Linked DNA regions of Zea mays: region 2 is linked to region 1. The links are chromatin contacts, called in public Hi-C maps. All regions are on one chromosome and are shown on one strand. The core of a region is the stretch at or near the end of the contact, and the rest is flanking DNA. Distances in the headings are between cores, read along the strand shown.

Region 1 (7,245 bases), core at 2,981-5,480:
GCCAGCCACGTCACCCGACCGTTAGGGTTCGGCCGTTGGAGCTTCTGTCTTCTGGGTCACCGGACAGTCCGGTGTTGCACCGGGCAGTCACTGTACACTGTCCGATGCGCCTTCTGGCGCTGCTCTGACAATGGCGTGCACTGTAGCGCATTGAATGCGTTTTGTAGACGACCGTTGGCGCGAAGTAGTCGTTGCTCCGCTGGCACACCAGACAGTCCAGTGTTACACCGGACAGTCCGGTGAATTATAGCGGAGCGGCCTCCAGAATTCCCGAGACTGGCAAGTTTGGAGTTGGATTCTCTGGTGCACCGGACACTGTCCGGTGTGCGACAGTCCGGTGCGCCAGACCAGGGCTGCCTTCGGTCTAACTTTGCTCCCTTTGTTTGAACCCTTTCTTTTGACTTGTATTGGTTTGTTGTGAACCTTTGGCACCTGTAGAACATATTTTCTAGAGCAAACTAGTTAGTCCAATAATTTGTGTTGGGCAATTCAACCACCAAAATTCTTATTGGAAAAGGTTTGACCCTATTTCCCTTTCACAATGGCTAAGCTAGAGCCGCGAATATCCTAATGCCATTGAGTGTACATGAATGGATTTAGGTGGTGACCAAGAGATGAAAATGAGATACTAATCACTGAAATTTCAAAATTTCCGTGGTGCCAGTGGGTGGGTCTATCTAGCTTCGCCCATGGCTGGATGGTCTACTCCCCTCCCACGTGTTGATGAGGAAGACGTCGACAACTCGTTGTGCTGCTGACGGACGTTGGCTTAGCAAGGTGTGTGGGAACTCATATTGCACATAGATCCACAGAAGAAACTTATCTCTCTGCACGTTCGGGAACTCCATATTGATAATTGTTAGAGTAGGGATGACAATAGATTTAGCATTGGTTGGTTTCGTCGATTCAATGTGTTCTTGGTGCGATCAAGATTATACTAGTTTTGTTGATGTATAAGCCTAATTATCATCAATAAGCCAGATTAGCACATATTCGGACACAGGAGCCCGAGGAACACCAGGAGCTCGTGGATATTGCCACTTTGACACGATCAAGAGAGGACTGAGAGGTCGTCTTTGCCAATTGGAATTGTTCAAAGGCAAAATGTTACTAAACCAGCCTTTATTTTTTAAAAAAAAGTTGTATAGCATCGTCTTGTATTAAAAACATGTTTAAAACCCCTATAGCTAATGGTTAACGAGCTAATAAACTAATGATTAACTATGAGTTATCTAACAATTAGCTAGGATATGAATTAGAGGTGTTTGAAACATCTACATCTAATTTTAACACTTAATTAATAGTTTTAGAAGTTTCAAATAGGACCTAACTCATGTCCTCTTGCTCTTCTGTGTGAGCAGAGTTACAAGATGGAAATACCTATGCTTGTGACTGGATTGTGCTTCTGTATTTTTTCTCTCGTACTAAAGAGACAAGAGTTCTACCCTTTTACCCTCTCATCGCTGGAAGGGAAGGTAAAGAGAAAGGGTCTCGCGTGCGGCTATTCAAGAGACGGGCAACTGAAAAGTTTTTAACCGGAGTTGAAACTCCCGCGGTTAACGAATGCTAAAAATTAACACAATCACACCATGCCTCGCCCGCTCGCCGCCTGCCTACCACGCCCGGCCGGCGGCGACATGCGTGCGTGGCACACATTTGTTCGTTTCTTAACATCTCAAATTAGGTGGAATAATTTCCACCATATAAGTGAAGCCAACGATCCTTAGAATTCCAATTCGGTACTATTTGTATTGTCCACAATTAGACACCATAGAGTTTATTGATTTATCAAATTTAAATGAGTCTAGCCCATAATAAATCCAAAAGGTGCTGTATCATCTCTCTAAACAACCACTCTAAACAACCAGCATGGCAACAGCTATAGACTGGTAGCCATGAGGATGTGGAAATCTGGGATACAATCTAACAGTTCATACACGAAGCTCACACGCAATCATTTGAGCCTTGAGGGCAAGGATGCTGCGCTGGCCATAAGCTGATACAAAGAAGGCAATAAATCAGGGGCATGTGTTTCACACATTCATTCAAAACAATAGGAGCAAGCAAGAGCAAACAATATTTCGATCTTAAATCGTACTTAGATATAGTACTTTTTAATTGGTTATTAGGAGAAAAAAAGGAAAATAAAAAATAGCTATGACAGAAATTTTGGTAAATGCATATGAAACTTGGGCAACGATTGCTATGCAAGCAGTCCTTCTTTGCATGCGTGCAAGCAAACCATTTGGTACATTAGATTACGATCCAAACACAGACAACCATGGTTTGTTAGGGTTTTTTTATAAAGATTATTGAGCTGGTAGTAGAAGGGTTTAAATGTTAAAATGACCTATGGTTGGATCACGATCTAATGGGCTAGATGGTTTGTTTGCATGCTTGTAAAGAAGGACTGCTTGCGTAGCAATCGTTGCCGTGAAACTTGCACCCCGACAGAAATAGTTGAGCACAAAGAAAGGACTCATCATGAAGTTTTCTTGTTTCATATGGACAAACTGAAAACGTCTTCGTCTTCAAGAATAGAGTTGAGAGATTCTAACTGCACAAAGCCTGCTCTCAGAATGACCATACGCGGCGTACCAAATTAATTCATAACAATGACCAGGGATGGAGCCAGAATTTTTTTAAGAGAGACTGAACTAAACCACTGTAGTATAGAAGTCTCTTTTACACACATTTAAAGTTTAGAGGAGGCTCCTGCTATGTGGTAGATATATTACCAATAATGCATGACAGGGACGATTATCTTTCATTTCACTGACGATCATCAAATAGAAACGTTAATGGTTCCATCTATGTGGTAAGAAAAGCTACAAACCACATAAACAATAAAACAACACTACTAAAATTTGAATAGACAAGATTGTCCGTTTGTCACTAACAAATTTACCATGTCAATAGGAATAGCATGAGAAAGAAGAAGGATGTGGATACATTACATGTTTGTGGAAGGAGTTTACCCATTTAGATACTCTGTGGCGACAGGGATGGTGGGAAGTTGGTATATACGTAGGCACGCATAATGTGGTGGTTCAATTCGCACACCCTCTCAAGCTGCAAAGTCTTGGTGTCCATGGAAAAACATTCCAAGTCTTCTATCACTGCCGATGAGCTTACATGCACCCCTGCTAAGCTTAGGTGTTCAGGAAACCTTAGCAGGAGCGTGTACCTCTCCATCGCACCCCTGATGTAATACCGAAATCCAGGATCCAGCGGAATTATCTTCTCCACCTGCCACTGGTTGGAATTGGAACCGTCGGCATCGTCTCGCCTTACAGTATAATGGAGGCTAACTGCACCATCTGCAACGTGGTCGCGGAGCGCCAACATCCCAACCCTGCCTTCCCCTGCTTCCACAACTGCGATCTGTCGCCTATGGCAGCTAGGTGGGACGTCAGCGATGGAGAATTCCATCCTCCCAGCGTCAAGCACGAGCAACTTGTCTCGCCAATCCATAACCCAGTAGAAGCAGCCGCGAGCGTACTGGCGGCCGGAGAACGTAGGGCTCCTTGACGACACGCCCAGGCCGGCCATCAGGTCGCGCCAGGCCATGGACGCGACGGCTCGCCATTCCCCAGTGGTGGAAGAGAAGGCGAAGGCGACCAGCTTGGCTTTGCACTGCACCATACAGATCACTTCGAACGACGTCTCATCCTCTCCGTCGGCGCCGTGGGGGACGAGGAAGGGCTCGCACCAGCGGTCGAACTCCAAGCGGAGCGGGTGCTCCACCGCTGTGGCCAGGTCGACGGGGACCGGGGGGAGCAGGACGCAGCGCCGGTGCAAGGGGTCGCACACCGCTATCTCCGTGAAGACCTGCGGCTCGTCGCCTCTGTCCTCGGGGGAGCGGTCGAGGAGGACGCGGCCGTCGCGGACGTCGCGGACGACCCAGCCGCGGCCCGTGGAGGAGGCGGGTAGGAACGAGAAGGAGAAATCCGCTGCGAGCGAGACGGCCCGCGCCGCGGGGGCGGATGCGTGGGGCGGGAGCGCCGGGTGGAAGCCGTTGTGGTCGAGGAAGCCGAGGAGAGGCGCGGGGTGGAGCGAACGGTACCGGCGGAGGAACGCGCGGTCGGCGACGAGGCGGCGGAAGGGGACGCAGGCGGCTGCGGTGCGAACGAGGTCGGCCGGCTCCGCAAGGCGGAGGAAGATGTCCGACAGGAGGTCGTCGGTGAGCAGCGCCGGCGAGGCCATGTCCATGTCGTGGGCGGGCAGCGGGAGAGAGGGGGCTTGGGGGTTGCTGGGAAATCGGGATCGACGGTCATTTCAAATTTATGGGCCGGTTCGTTGTTCTGAATAAGTCAACGATGGCGCTCGGTAGTTGATTGTTGAAAGGGAATTTTGAGCCAGGTCAAATCTCATCTCAGCCCACCTGATCCCAGTATCCCACACGACTCGGCCTACTCACTTCTTGGCTGAATGGCCCTACGGATTTTGGTGGCCTTTTATGGTCTGGTTTAGCCTAGAAATGCTCAAGACTGAGTGAAGACCAACAGATAATTCAGAATGTAATTGCTTGTTATGGATGTAACAGTGTTGTCCACTTAGACCATGTTTGTTTCATTTCAAAATTATATAATCCAACTTATAAATTATATAAGCATCTAATGACCTACTTATGAATTATCATAATATAGATATCCAGATTATATAATCCACCTAATAATTTATGTTGTTTGTTTGTCTCTTAATTTATTTAAAATGGATTATATAATCTCGAGGGTAAATAAATATGGTCCTAGATGTTTTGTAGCTCTGCCTTCGCTATATATGCAACGATCATGTTGGTGTCATTGTGTCGATCTAGCGATACTCTCCCTATGCGCTTGTCGGACGGTCTGCGCTTGAGGCTCAGACGGTTCTCATATGTGCATAAAGTTTTCTTCAAAGCACAGGACCTAAATCTCGCCTCGTGGAAGGGATTCCGTCGGGAGGAAAGATCTAGGGGGTTGTTCTGGGGTCGGCAAGCCACCCAAAACGCCTTTAGACGACATCATGCCGAAGAGAGGTGAAAAAATAGGTCGACGAAGACTAATACTAGGGCTAGACTAAAGCTGGATTACTCCTACCTCTAAGAAATAGCAAGAACATTGAAAATAAAGTAAATATGGTAAATAAGTATGATTGGATCGATTGTGGGGTGCCAATCGGTCGTACCCATCGTTTATATAAGGGAAAATTCTAGATCCGTTACTAGTCAGTTACCGAGTTAATTCTGCAGAGTTTGCAAATAAATCCCGCAAGAAACAAGCTACTCTAATCGATTCCGCGTACGTACAGACCATCTGTGCTGCCACCGCGAACTATCCGAACCATAGACCGGCTGTAGATTTCAGTGCTCAATAGATTGTATCATATGTTCAAATATGTCTTAAAACTGAACTCCGTGCCGTGGCTAAAACTTGTTATTCAAAATGTGACGTTGCGTTGGATTTGGATTGGGAAATATGGTCACGTCTTTGAGTTTGGATTAGAAGCACGTAGACATCAAAAGTGGCCCCGTTGGATGGGATGGCCAATGAAAAAACTGAGATTTTAACTTAGGGTTAGTTTGGTAACTCATATTTTTCTAAAAAATTATATATATTTTTAAAAATAGTTTTTTTAAAAAAAAATCACTTACGAAACGTTTTGATTTATTCATTATGGAAAAATTAAAATTTACTAAATAAAGTAATCTATCTAGCTTGGAATTTAACATTCCACCACTTTCCAAAGTTCAGATATAAGTTTAACTCAAATTAATAGGATTGAGGATGATAAATGATTTTATGTATCAATAGAATTTATTTCTACTCTATAGCTTATAGGACGCTCTTCGGTTTACTTCTCTATAAAAAAATATAGCACATAAATATCTTCAACATCTTACTAATATTAGTATATAAATATATTTTATATAAAACCGAATTAGCTTAATTAATATTTGTATAAATTACTATTATTATAATGGAATTTAATTAAGGATCCAAACAAAGTGTTAGAAAAATAGTGTTGCCAAATTAGCCGTCAATGTTAGATATGCATAGATATACATAAAGCAAGGGTGTTGGTCGTGGTTTAGTGGCCACCGAGGTATCACCGTTGGAGCATTATATACTTCATCCGTTCCAAAATTATATCCATTTTAACTCTGGATTGTTATATCTATATTTAAATAGACAACGATAAATCTAGACACATATATAAAACATATGTATTAAGTATTGTATAAGTTCTCTTGACGCGGATCGGGACGCCAATCATTAAGAGTTGTTCCGCTTGACGAGCTCTATGCGGCGACGCGGATAGTCCGTGGCCTAGGCTGTACGATCAACGACCTGGCAGTAGGAGCGGGTTTCCCTACATCAAGCCGGACGGTCTACGCCTTGTGATGGGAAGGTCCGCGTGTGTGTAGGGGCGGCGACGTTCGCCAACAGCACATAGATCCCGCCTCCCGGGAGGCACCCCGTTAAGGAAGAGTGATTCTAGGGTTTGTATTGGGATCGATAGGTCATCTAAGACACTCTAGACGACGTAGAGTCGAAGAGAAGTGAAAATCGAGATGAATACTATGATACTAGCTACTCATAGGGAAAAAGTAAAGTAACGGAAGATATATTGATTTTGGTTCGATTGTTGGTGCCCACAATCGACCGTACACCTTCATATATATAGGAGGATGTATAGACTCGTTCCTAGATGTTTCTCAACAGAATCCATGGGTTTTAGATGGATAAACATGCACAAAAAATAGGTTATTCACGCCTAATTTATCTTATCTAATTGCGGGACGTCCACGCCTAAGGGTGGACTGTCCGTGGCCCGAACCGTTCGGTCGTGTCTAGTGCCATAAATAATGCTCAATATATTTATTAAAAATCTCAAAAGAAATATTAATTTGGGACCGAGGGAGTATGTGATTTTGATGACCGCCTTGTGGAATCGTGATTTTATAATGAGAAATTACATAGACAGGAAGCGCGTTAAAATTTACATTTAAATAGACAGTATTAAAAGTAATATTACCCAAATACCATAAAATTATTATTTGGATACTGCACCTATATTTGTACATGTGCTACCTATGCTTAGCACAAGTTATTATTTCTATGACTAGATATTATGCTATTTCTAGCACCTTATTCGTATGTATACTCTATAAACAGTACAATTTACAGTATAGAACAGTGAAAAACAATATTTTTGAATAAACTTTGGATGACTAATACACACGACTTGAAAAAAACGTAG
Region 2 (7,245 bases), core at 1,517-4,016, 170 kb before region 1:
TGTTGTGATTTATTTTATCACTGAAGGTAGTTTGTATGGTAGTTTATGTTTAATTTCAAATTTTACATTTTTAATAAATATTTTAAATAAGACTAGTTGTCAAACTTTTTCGGAAAAAAAAAGCCAACAGTATATTTGTGAACAGCATATTTGTGAACGGAGGTATAGATTGTAGCGCGCGGCGAATTATTAATGTACCAGTATACAGTATACAGACCCTAAAGCTTCGTTGAGCGTACGACGCGTCTTTGTTCCTTGGCTTGGCTTTACGAGCGACGAACTGACGGCTCCTTGAGCTGATGATCTGAGCGTACGTACCCTCGTGCGCGTGACACCATGAGTACGTGCCACTAGCTGCACGCATTGCTGCGTACGTAGCTTTCTAGCATGCCCCCTTTCCCGCCCGAAACGTCGTAGCAATGTTGTTGTTGACGTGTGCGGGGACATGGTCACTTGAGTGCAATCCATTGCGTGCGCTTTGCCTAGCTTGCCTGCCGGCAGAAACGTCGTAGCAGAGGCATGCCTGCTTGTTGCTCGCCTTCTCCTCTCTGCTGGTCTCGACACCTATGACCTATGTATGTGGCCGCTGGTCGGAACTGTGACATAACCGCCTGTTTGAGTGTATGACGAGCTATAGTGGTGTGCAAGGATTGCAAAAAGGAGAAGTTTTGCCCTTCTTCAGTTTTACGTCCAAGTTTTGGTCCCGGGGCCCGGTGACGCGCGGTGAGCAGTTTGCACTGGATTGGAGTACTGAACCACAACCAAGAGATGGGTCAAGTTTGATCGATATAGTAAAAAAAGAAAGAAAACCGATCGTCGTTGAATCGTGTCTGCTAAAAGCAAAAGCCTGGGCTTACCTAAAAGGGGGTCCTGGCGGCCGGGGAGCCTTTAGAGCCACCGTCACGTACAGATTATCAATGCAATGAATCATCAATGTGGCGTGTCGCCATTAATTGTAAGCAACCAGGGGTAAGGGAAGGGACCAACAAGTCTGGCTCTGGGCTCTGGCTAGTAGCCGCATGCATGCCTCTTGATCTTGGTCCGTCTCGTCTCCTGGAGTCCTGGTGCCTGGCTTCTCTGTGTTTGTGTGTTTCGTCGCCGGCGTGGTCGCTCCTGGCGCGGTCCATGTGCACACACCGTGGCCCGGCGCACGCACAGCGCCTGGCCTATTCACAGCTTGCTACAGTCAGTGCACGCGGCCGACGACGACGACGACGGGGGAAACGGCTCGCGCATGTGTCGTCGGCCAAGCCTGCTGCTGCCGCGTGCCGCCCGCGCAGGCGGAGTGTGGCGCGGAAGAAGGCAATGGCAGGAGAGCCATAGCTCTCATAGCTTCAGGCAGCAGCAGGACCAGAGCGCGGGCGGCAGCAGCAGCAGCAGTTGCATGCCCTGTTTCGCGCTGCGCCGGTCTCTGCTCTGCCCCCGGCGGGCCACCAGCATCGGCTGAGGCTTTCCTCTCCCCGCCCGGGCCGCGCGCGCCGTATATCTTTTGGCTTTTCGGTCGGTCGGTCGGTCGCCCAACTTCCACGCCCTCCAGATCATCACTCTCTCCGCCCTAGCTAGTCCTAGCTCCAGCCTCAATGGGCCATGCATGGCCACGGCTCCGTCTCCATTCATTCAAGTCTCCATCCATCAATCCGTTCTGATCGATCGATCCATCGGAGGCGATAGATTGACAGCCCAGGCCGGCCCGCCCGCCATAATTACCTCGTACGTACTACGTAGCGATCGAATGAAGCGTCGTTCTGTACTGTACTGTACTGTACCGACGTGCTGTCGGGGGTTTAGGTTCAACTAACTCAAGGCAGTACGTAAAGTAGTATATACTACTGGAGAGTACTAGAGTACGGTTAGGAATTTAGTCATTTCTGCATTTAATTCTGTTCAGAAATTCCATAGTCAAAATGCGCGTGTAATGGGCGTAAATAGGAGAGATTCTCAATCTCTTCTTTTTACCATTGCTGAAATAGTGTTATTTATTTATTCTTCGTATCAACTCTATTCAACATGCTGTTATTTCGGAGAACGCAACAACATGGACTTGGACGAAGGTAAAGAAGTTATTAAGATGACTAATACATCAAGAAAGGTGATAGAAGACTCATTGCAGACATACAACGATATGCAAGTGTCTGTGTCGTAAGATGGAACCATGACATATGCAAAGATCACGAAGAAACAAAGCAAGACATCGGAGTGATAGTGATAGCAGTGATGAAAAGCCATATAGTAAATAACTTATGCAAGCCATATCGTTTTTTAAAGAGGTTTGCACTAAGCAAAACAAGACTCGGTTAAAAACACTAAAACCAAAATTAGTTAGCTCATAAAGACTTATTAAAATTTGCTGGAATAACAATATGAGTTATATATTAAATCTAAAATATCAAGGCCCTGTTGCGTTGCGGCCCATCATACATGAATACATGATCGGATCCATGGTCCTTGTACATGCATGCATGCATGGTCCAGGGCGACGTGCGCGCGCGTGCTACTCCACTGGTAATACATGTACGTCTGCGCGTGGCGAATGGCAGTAGCAGCAGGCCCGTCACGAGTCGGCGCGAAATCGGATCGCCGTGCACCCATCAGGCGGTCGGACGGTGCGACACTGCGACTGCGACGGGCCGGCCGGCTGGTCGAGCGAGATCTGCCGTGCGATTACTACAATACTACTGGAGGGGACTCCTCTACCCCGAGGACCGCCGGAGCGAGCGATGGAGGGAGGCCCGCCGAATGGATCGAGGAGAGGACCACGCGCCCCACCTCGTACCGGCGCTGGCCGGACCCCGCGGTGGCGGAGCGGCGGCAGGCAGACATCCCGTCGGGCCGTCCCCACCGCTCCGATCCGCCCCACTGCCGCCACGATCCGCTGACGTTTCGGTGCCACCTCACCTCCGTCCCTCTCCGAACTGATAAGTGAGATGATGATGGATCAACTTATTCTATTCCACAAAATAAAAAAAAATGAGGAATGATCAGATGGCATTGTTGGATTGCAAGATGATCGGAGGGGCGTTGAGATTATTTGAGAAGTATTAAATCCTTTCTACTACTAAATTTATTTTAATTAGTAAGAGATTTGGTCCTCTCTAATCCACGCCGCCAAGGCGCACTACTTGCTCCCACTACAGTCTACAGATCGTAGTTTTGTATGTCAGCGTTTTTATTTTTACAGTGATCGATCGCCCGTGAGAATATATATACGGCAAACGAAACACGCGCGAGGCGATAAAAAAAAAAATGAAAGTGTATCGCAAACCATATCCTCTCTCTCTCTAAGGTGTGGACCACAATGTGAAAGTGGACCATTTTGTCTAGTGTAGAGTCGTAGACTTTTCATACATGCATGTCGCACCGTACCATGAGTACGTGGGCCGCCGGGACCTGTGCGTCTTCCTAATTAACTGTGTATATATATGCGGACACAAATGCAACAATACCAGAAACTGAACAAGAACGACCCCACTAGGGGCAAGCAGTCAATGTAAAAGGCATTTTGCTTGTTTATATATGTTTCATCTGAGCTGTGGAGTGTAAGCTACTCCTACAGTCAAGTATGGCCAAACACCAACTAACTCCCACTAGATAAGGTTAATATGAATGTCTTAATAGATCCCTGCAAAATCTATGCCTTTGCCGCCATGATGGCGTGACCACCACATTTAGGACATGTTCGGTTAGCTCTCAATCCATGTGGATTAAGTGAACTTGGATGTGTTTAAATCCCAAGAAAGTCAAAGTTCTTCTAAATTTTCCAATTCTATCCAATCTATGTATAATGAGAATAACGGAACAAGTCCTTAAATTACGTGCATGCCTGTGCCTTGGCACAATGCTTTATATATGTTTATATAGACACACACGCATATATGTGTGTACGTACTTGGCAGCATGCATGCTGAGAGCTTTGCTTTTCCCCAACCTTCGCTTATCTAGTCCACCACCTCCTCCTCCTCTTAGCTAATTATTAATATGCCCACCATGCATCATGAGTGCTGACTGTTGTGAGCCCCAAAAGCAGGGTACATACGTACACTAGAAGCAAAAGGCCGCTCGTGTCGAGCATTCGATGCCTTGCGTTTTCTAGGCAGATGGATCGTTGGAGTGGGCATGATGGGCTAGCTACGGATCGGAGTGTGTATAGTATAGTCCCTGCACTGCAGGAAATTCGTTCATCACGAAGTCGACGACGGACGCCTACAGATTGTAACGTTTCATGATGGGCTAGCTACGTCCAGTAACGTCGTCCGCTGTAGTACGTACGACAGCCTCACTGGACTGGACGTAGGTGCAGCTGGGAGAGATCGAGAGCTAGCGACAGACAGGGGCAAAGATCGTTTTGTACGTGTGGATGGATTCTGCTCTGCATGCATGTCTGCCTCTGCCTGCAATGCATGCTTCTCCGCTGCGTGCGTCCGATGGGACCCGGACCGGAACCGGGTGGACGAGGAGCCGAAATCACGTGCTGCCGAGGCCAGGCCACTCCGGCTCGATCTCCCTCCAGAGTCACGAGGCTCGTACGTGGAAGGGAGAGGACGCTGCGTGCGTGCGTGTGTGTGTTGTGTGGTCTGTGACTCTGTGAGACGTACACCGAGCGTGCAGTTCGGCTCGGCGGTCGATCGTAGGGCAGGCAGGCCGCAGCCGGGGGACTAGCTAGGAAGGAGCGGCGCTGCGGCGGCGGCTGCCGCCGTGCTCGAGCGCGTGCGCAACGCAACCCGCCAAACACCATCCCGGCGGGCCGACCTACGGTACGCCTAAGGCTATTCGCAACCGTTACCCCTAAATTTTTCCCCCTATATCACTTTCCCCCCCTATTTTTTCATCTCCCACAGCGGTTCCCCCTAAATACTCCCCATATACCCCACTACAACTATAAAATATCATTTTCTATATCAACTATCAATTTTTTATCTACTAACAATTACTCGTGGACCCACAGCACAATGTTTAGAGTGATGAACAGTGACACGCTAGATCTGGGGGGAGAGAGAAGGGGGCCGGCGCGTAGGGTGCGTTGTAGAGGGCACCGCTGCGGCCGTAGGGTGCCCCCTACAGGCGGCATGCAAGGGGAGGGGGCTGCGTAGGGGCAGCCCTTGCAGTTAGTCTAAGTTCTAACCGATCCGCACGTCACTCTACACGTCGCACGGCGTACGTGCGCTGCGCTAGCTGCATGCATGAGATGCGACCACGACGCGCGCGACCTAGTCCCGTAGCCATGCGTGCGCCCATGTTTGTATATATGAGCATGCAGCCTAAGGCCCGGCCACCCGGCATATGGCCCGGTTTTTTTGTCTGGCCCAAGCACGACACGCGCGGGAGTCGTGCTCGGACCGGTCCAGTTCAATAAATCAGGTCGTGCTTGGGCTACCGGCATGGCCCGGCCCACCAGAAAACGGTAGGCACGGGGCCGGCCCGGTGTCGGGGAGCGGGGGCATAAGACCGGGCATCCGGCCTCCCGCCCTTCCCACTCCGGCTCTCCCTCTCCGGCTCTCCACTCTGGCGCTCTCCTCACTCGATTCGCTCCGCCCGATGCTTCGTCACCGTCGCCGTCGCCACTGCTAGATCTTCTTCACCGGCGACATCGATGGGTCTCCTACTCTCCTTCCGTGCGGCTCGCCCCTCTCCGTCTCTCCCTCGGTCCCTCCCCAATCTAGATATCCCTAACCCTAATCTCCTCTTCTCCGGCTCTCCCTCCCACGTCGTCGTGCACTTGACCGGTTGACCCTCGTTTCCGGCTCCAGGCTACGGCTTGGCAGATACGTCCCTCTCTGGCTCTCCCTCCCCAGTCGGCAATCCCAATCCCTAACCCTAACCCTAATCTCCTCTTCTCCGGCTCTCCCTCCTGCGTCGTCATGCACTTGACCCTCGTCTCCGGCTCTGGGCTCCGACTTGGCAGGTATGTCCCTCTCCGGCTCTCCCTCCCCAGTCGGCAAATCCCTAACCCTAACCTAATCTCCTCTTCGCTGCTTGCTTGTGGGCTTTGGTAGGTCGCCAGCCGACTACGTTGTAGTCGTGCTAGTGCCGCCAGGGCCGTTGAGGTACAGTGCCGAGAAGGGGGTTATGGATGACGACGACGACAACGGTCGGTACCCTAGAACCATCAACGACGAGCTCGTTGAGTTAGGGTAGCTTACCGATGACGTCGACGACATGGGAGATGTTGTTGCTGCCTTGTTCGGTGTCGGTAGCAGTCATACTGCCATCGACCCTGAGGGGGCACCTGTCGGGCCGGTAAGTGATGCTGCTGGCTCTAATGATCTTGATTCATTAACTTCTTCAAGCATTGGTAAGCGCCGATCTGCTGTATGGGATGACTTCACTGAAGTCACAGAAAATCGTAATGGTAAGAAGGTGCGCATTGTAGGTATTTGCAAATTTTGCAAGGCTCGGTTGAGTGCTAATTCTAATGCTGGCACTAGACACTTGCTTAGGCACCTGAAATCGTATAAAAAGAAGTCTGATCATGCTGCTATGGTTCAAACTAGACTAGCTTTGAACCCTGATGGGTCTTTTAAAAACTGGGAATACGATCCTCAGGTGGCTAGAACTGAGCTTTGTCGTTTGATTGCTAGACTTGATCTTCCTTTAGGGATAGCTGACACAGATGGTTGGGATGATTACATTCATCATGCTCACAACCCTATATATATTAGAGTATCTAGGTTTACAAGTGCTAGAGACTTGGTTAAGCTATACAATGAGAAATTAAATAACTTAAAAGATATTGTTTTTCCTGTTGTGTCTTCTATTGGCTTGACTTCTGATATATGGTCTGGTAATGCCAAGGAAGACTACATTACTATTGTTGCTCATTTTGTTAATGCCGATTGGGAATTAAAGAAGTATGTGATAGCTTTAAATTGATCCAAGTGTCTCATAGTGGTGTTAACATTGCTGAACGCATTGCTTGTGTGATTCAATACTTTGGCATGATTGATAAAGTGTTCTCTGCTACCTTAGATAATGCTTCTTCTAATTCAACTACCATGCTTACATTGTCACCTATGCTTGCTGGTTATTTGGGTGCTGATGTTGATCCAACAGATCCTAGCAACAAAACTTATAGTGTGCTTCATTAGCGTTGTGCTTGTCACATTATTAACTTGATTGTGAAATGTGGCTTGAAAAGGCTTAAGGATTATTTAGATGTGTTTAGGACTGCTATTAATTTCTTAAACTCTTCTAACCAGAGAATTGGTTCATTTAGTAATTATTGCAAAGCAAAAGGTTATAGACTTAGAA

Evidence for each region. A called contact is a pair of places that touch in the nucleus more often than the background predicts.
Region 2: a Hi-C map of leaf shows a contact between it and region 1, with 3 times the contacts expected there. The contact joins the enhancer-like site here to the promoter of LOC100273559 in region 1.

The regions. Positions count from the first base shown.
Region 1 is chr7:165,478,496-165,485,740 of Zm-B73-REFERENCE-NAM-5.0, reverse strand. It overlaps LOC100273559, which reads right to left and starts at 4,230. Exons shown (of 2, transcript NM_001147977.2): 1 at 2,958-4,230; 2 at 1,754-1,996. The coding sequence starts at 4,212. The coding sequence ends at 2,983.
Region 2 is chr7:165,651,157-165,658,401 of Zm-B73-REFERENCE-NAM-5.0, reverse strand. No RefSeq gene overlaps it. Among protein-coding and RNA genes, the nearest start is that of LOC103633284, 12 kb to the right of the region's middle. Within about 2 kb of position 2,766, at least 18 of the 20 cell types and tissues checked have an H3K27ac peak or open chromatin away from gene starts, as enhancers often do. A contact at or near this core is called in leaf, where this site is marked.